2 separate regions of the Mus musculus genome follow, and region 1 is linked to region 2. The links are chromatin contacts, called in public HiChIP or PLAC-seq maps. All regions are on one chromosome and are shown on one strand. Each heading gives the region's core, a stretch centred on a gene start, on an enhancer-like site or on the middle of the called end of the contact. The rest is flanking DNA. Distances are from core to core; before and after follow the strand shown.

What was found. HiChIP or PLAC-seq counts read pairs in DNA pulled down with a chosen protein or histone mark.
Region 1: a contact with region 2 is called in an H3K4me3 HiChIP or PLAC-seq map of embryonic hindbrain, with 4 times the contacts expected there. The contact joins two enhancer-like sites. A contact is called at or near these places in 2 of 39 promoter capture datasets (the C10 cell line and cranial neural crest), 3 of 115 datasets of contacts at active chromatin or transcription factors (embryonic basal ganglia, embryonic hindbrain and embryonic midbrain) and 1 of 9 other capture datasets (embryonic stem cells).

Annotation. Positions count from the first base shown.
Region 1 is chr11:85,915,926-85,918,625 of GRCm38.p6, reverse strand. Tbx4 (T-box 4) reads right to left here. Exons shown (of 9, transcript NM_011536.3): 9 at 2,529-2,700. Among named protein-coding and RNA genes, the nearest start is that of Tbx4, 31 kb to the right of the region's middle. Within about 2 kb of position 1,420, at least 41 of the 459 cell types and tissues checked have an H3K27ac peak or open chromatin away from gene starts, as enhancers often do.
Region 2 is chr11:85,524,044-85,526,743 of GRCm38.p6, reverse strand. All of the region lies in intron 15 of Bcas3 (breast carcinoma amplified sequence 3), which reads right to left. Among named protein-coding and RNA genes, the nearest start is that of Bcas3, 170 kb to the right of the region's middle. Within about 2 kb of position 1,438, at least 82 of the 459 cell types and tissues checked have an H3K27ac peak or open chromatin away from gene starts, as enhancers often do.

The DNA.
Region 1 (2,700 bases), core at 171-2,670, 390 kb before region 2:
AAAAGGGACCCTGGATGCTCTGCAGGCCCCATCAGACTGCGGTAATCGGCAGGGGCTGGTGGGCTGCTGTATAAAGTCGGTCCTTCGCAGTGAGACGTTGCAGAAATCCCGCTGGAGCTTTTTCTGCTCTTGCCCTGTCTACTTTCCTTCATAATGATGAATGGCTGAAAAGAAAACTATCTAATCTCCAAACTGCTGGCTTTTTTCCCCCTTCTCTTTCTTCAAGGAAAGGAGGAAGAACACGGTCACATAAAACAGAGTCCTTCATCGCAGGCTCCTCAGGAGACGTCCATTCCCTTTTCATCCCGGGGCCTGTTTCTGATCTGTGATGGGCTTGCATTGAAAGCTCCAGGCTGGCCTTCTCTAATCGGCAGCGACAGACGCTGCAGTTGCGAGGGCTGCCCATTGAAATTGAATTGATTACCCGGGCCCCTCTGCCATTTTGTTCTGCGCGCGATTGCTTAATAGCTGTCACCTTGGCTTTCAGTCCCAGCCGGCTTGGGGCTGACTGGTTCCCATTACTCAGGATAGCCAGTGCAAGTTCACCACCCTTGACAGGATGTCCCTGATTGATTCCGTATGCCTTGGAGACCTGTGAGAGATTTGCATAGGGGTTGCTTTGGGGGTGGGGGTGGAGTAGGAACCTCTGGGCCACAGAGGCTGCCAGGTTTTGGCTGTGGGGCTCACCATATTTGAATCATTACCTGAATTGAGTCTGGCCTCTGCTGACATAACTGCTAATGAATTTGTAAATTTTGCAAAACTAGAAAACTTAGCCTGTTCTAACCTTGGCTGTCACCACCTGCCCCTTCCCTACACACACACACACACACCCCGCCCCGGCCCCACCTCCATCATTGGGGGCCACAAGCAGTGCTTTTCTGGCCTGAGCTCTTTGAAATGACAATCTCTCCCTCCCTGCCACCCCTGCCCTAGCAGGCAGGAGAGCCAGGCTTGGAGGGAGACATCTTTCAAGTAAAATCCTTTGCACTGGGAACTCCTTCAATTAGACAGCAGGCGGAATGTTAACATGCCCTCCGGCCTTTTAAGTGGGTTTTAATTTTATGTTGTAAGATAAGACACTGCATGGCTACTCCTCTAGCAGGCTCCATTAGAGGAGCCAGTAGAGGCCTCTTGACCCCCCGAGGCCCTGCTGAGGCAAGAAATCGCTTTGGTTTTTTAACAATTTGTCAGTCTGACCCAACTTCTTCTTTGTGATTCTAGGACCTTCCGTTGCAGAGGGTTGTGGGGTAGCTGCCCGAGGCCGAGGCCTTGAGCCCTTGGCTATAGTGGAACCCTGGGATTACTGGCCACAGAATGGAGCAGTAATCGGCTATTTTTTTCCTCCCCAAGCAGGGCACAGCAGAAGCAGGCAGTGTCATGTGGCAGGCTTCTGAGCCGATGATGTATGGCCTGCTGGTGCTACTGAATGGTGCCCTTTGTTCCACGGGGTCCCATGTGCACCCTTTTTATTGAGTTGTTGATTCAGAGGGGCAGGAAAAGTTCCACAAATCCCACTGCAGGCCCTGCTCTTGCCATGCCCAGGTGGGGCAGCCAGGGTAGCTTATGCTTCCCAGAAAGTCAGGAGGACTCTGTGGGCTGCTCAAAGCTGAACACCTCTTTTGAGACGATTCTCTTACTGAGCCGAGTAGGTGCTTAGAGAGAATCTAGGAACGCACACCCAGCCCTCCGAGTTCCAGGGGGGGGGGGGGGGGCGGGGAGCATCCTGGCAGGGTACCATCTTTGGAAAGATACAGGCAGGGACCTGGGAGTGAAGAGCCATCTTCCCTGTCCCTGAGCCAAATCCAGGTTTTGTCTGTGAGGGAGTAATACAAAGCTGCCGACCAGAGGTCCCACAGAGCCACAAGGCAGAGCCAGGGCAAGAGGCCTTAAAAGCATCCCTCTTCTGGCCTCTCTGAGTTTCATGACCATCTTAAGTGGAGACCATGGTGCTGGAGAGAACATTTTAGGGGATGGACGAGCGTGTGGGTGAGAGTCACATAGACACTTGTCCATGCATGGCTGTCACCTCTCTGCGGGTTCCTTTTCTTCACCTGATGTGGCAAAAGCCCAAGTTGGAGTTCCTCTCCCTCAATCCCTCCATCCTGAGGCCAGGGTTTCTCTTCATATTTATGAGGATGAAGTTGGCTGACAGCTTCGCACAGCCAGCTGCCCCAGGAAGTGCCAGACCGAGGCTCAAAGCTACAGTTACTCTTCAGAAACAAGTGCACAAAGAGCATCAGAGGCTCTCTACTTAGGAGACGGTCCCCCCCCCCAACTGCAGGCTTGTGCTGATGTTAACAGAGATGAGAGCCACACTGCCTGCCTGTTCTGCTTTTCAGGGGTCTTTGTGAACCTAGCCCCGTAACCCAGGGAGGAACACGAGATGGAGGAGACTTTGAACGAACTTCACTCTGAGGGCCCATGGTTACAAACAGAGAGGCACCGAGGCCCCACCCACTTGAAAGGAAAGGCAGACACTATTGCCAGGCAACGGCAAGATGTTAACAAAGGACAAACACACACTTCACAGTTGTAAGATGGCTTTATGTTCCAATATGCAAAACAAAATGTCCATGCTATATATCAAAAACACTTGAAGTTTCATACCGCCTGTCAGCTAGTGTGTTTTCTAATAAAGCTTTATCTGCAGTGTGCATTTATAATATATATATATGTTTTATCTTTAACATCAAACGT
Region 2 (2,700 bases), core at 189-2,688:
CTAAGTATACTGTCTATGGACTTGGAGTCCATCTTCCCTACCCTTTTCTTTGTGCCAACTCCAGGAAATAGTTTAGGAAAATAGGAAAACTGAAGAATTCAAGGAGATGCCACCGCACCGCTGAGTGCTTACATCAGCGAGGCGCCTCCCTTCCTGTCCCTGTCTCTCTTCACCACAGAACAGAAACTGCCTAGCTGCAGCCTCAGAGAAAGACTTCATGAAGCCTTAAGACCCATAAAACACTTCCACACGATCATACTTTCCCATCCCGGCAGACACGAGACCTGCAAGTGAAAAATGCAGTGAGAAAGAATGGATATTCTCACAGGGTTCCTGGCACAACCAGACAGAGGAAGTCCCAAAAATCTCCTGAGAAAATGAGCTCTTCTAAGACTCCTATCCAGCTTTCCAGGGTTAGGCTATATAGATAAACTTGCATAAGCCTTCGGGCTTTCGGGTCTTTATCCAAATCCACCAGAGCTTTGATCCCTTAGAGGGAAACCAGTCTCCACGATAGATGGGCATCTCACTGGGGGTGGGGGAGGAAAGACCAAATTCCAATAAGATGGTTTCTTGACAAATTAAAGCAGAAATTCTATGGCAAAACAGGACATCATTTAAAAATCTGAATTGAAAGGAAAAAAAAAAAAACTCATCATGCTGAAAGCTCTGATTCTTCGGTTTGACCTGTTTTCAGTTGTGTTTACTGTCACTGATCTTACAGTGGAAAGTGAAATAGAATCATGAGCTTCAGGATTCCAGCACTGCCTTACTAAGCGTATCTGAAACAAATTTCTATCTCTGGAAAGGAAACCACCTCACATGGTCTTTCTTGGCTCCTGCCACTTGCACAGAAAGACGTGGCTTATGCTTCATACGGACACAAGGTCCCACAGACGCAGGTGAGGGGGGCTAGGAACCACACAGCATTTCCTCAAACATTTTATACTACAAAGCTCACAGGCAAATGGATTACGTTGAGGATGAAAATGGACAGAGGGGAAGCACCAGCGTGCTTTGTGGCTGCTCCGGAGGAGCGGCATCCCAGGTCAGGTTTGCAGAGCGTCATATTCCCAAACCAGTCATCATTAACGGACTCACTTCCACAGGAAAGGAAAAAAAGCCAAGAGTCTGAAAACTCCGGACAAAAGAAATCCCTGCAGACAGAGTAAAAACAAATTAAAAGACCCATTATAAAACACAGATGCTACAAGGAAAATAAACTTTCCAAGATTTACTGGGCTTTGACAAACCCGGACATTTGTGGAAAAGCCATCAACAGCAACTCCCAGGTAATGTGGGAGGAAGCTTGGCTCCTTTCTGCTTTATCTTTAGCCTCTGTGCAGAAGCTGCCAGGACTGGATTCCCAGCTTCTGGATGCAGGGAAGTGAGAACATGTGAACGAGGCAAACTGCCAAGCACGAGACATTTCTAAGGGAAGCAAGACCCCGAAAGTGCTGAGCACTTCACATTCTGCTGAACGCTAGAGCTACTATCAGCATACTCTGTGCATGGACTTCTTCAGGACACGTGAGAGGAAACGAATGAACAAATGAATGAGGCCATCGCTCCTCCTGATCCTCTTTGCTGCCCAATCACACCATGAAGTAAGGAAAAGAAAACCACCAAGCATGATGTGCAGCAGTCACAGCTCTGGAATCTCCTGCAAGGGGGAACTCAGAGTGGGAGACAGCCGAAAACCCGTGCCAGGTTAGCAGAAGCGTGAGATACACGTGGTCATGAGTGGGAGCCTTAGAAAGACTCCTTAAGAAAGAGGGCTGTGAGAAAGAACACAGACAACGAACAATGGGGTGTCCGGTGAGCCTCTTAGGAGGTCACTGGGGATCCGAGGACAAACAGGCATAGAGATGTTAAGATTCCTTTACAAGAGCAAATTAGCGTGCCCATGGGACAGCATAGTTAGGAGGTCTGCAGTTTTCTGGGTTTTCCTGTGCTCCTTAGACATAGGGCCCTAACCCACATCAGGCATCAGGCAGGCTATTTAAAAGGGCTTATGACAGACACCATCCATGTCTCAGCAAACCAGATGCCTCAGTCCAGTCCGTTTTCATCAATCTCCACAGACTAAAGGGATCTGCCACAGTTGAGGGGCTCTGCTTCTCACCCCATCAAGCTCCTGGCTGCAAGTAATGGAAATTGTATTTGGAAATTAAAATAACAAGGGTACCCCTCAAACCCAAACTCGCGGGTTCCTGGCACTCCCAACCCTATAGAAACATCCTTTCTCCCAATATTTCCTCATCTCCATCCTCCTCCCAACACTCTCGCTATTCTGAGGACAGCGTACAAGCGTCCTCCTGTCTACCCAGTCCCAGAGGAAAGCTGGGTAAGAAGCGCTCAGAGCCTCTGCGCATGCGCACAGTCCGTCCCACACAAAAGCAAAACTGCCGGTCTGCTTTTACTATCCGGCCCTGGACTTGGCGGGTATAAAGCAGCAAAATTTACCAAAGAGTTTTAAGTTAATTCTGGAGTTGAAAAGTTGACTTCTTGACTCTGTTAAAAAGAATACAATGGTAGCTTGTCCTAAAACAATCACTGGATAGCTGAGCTCTGCAAAGCTAGAAAGCATGCTTAGCTCTTGCTTGTGGTCTAATTTAACATTAAAGCATTCTCAACTAAATCTCAACTATTATTTAATCAAAATCAAATAAAATCCTTTAAAACATATATATGTATATT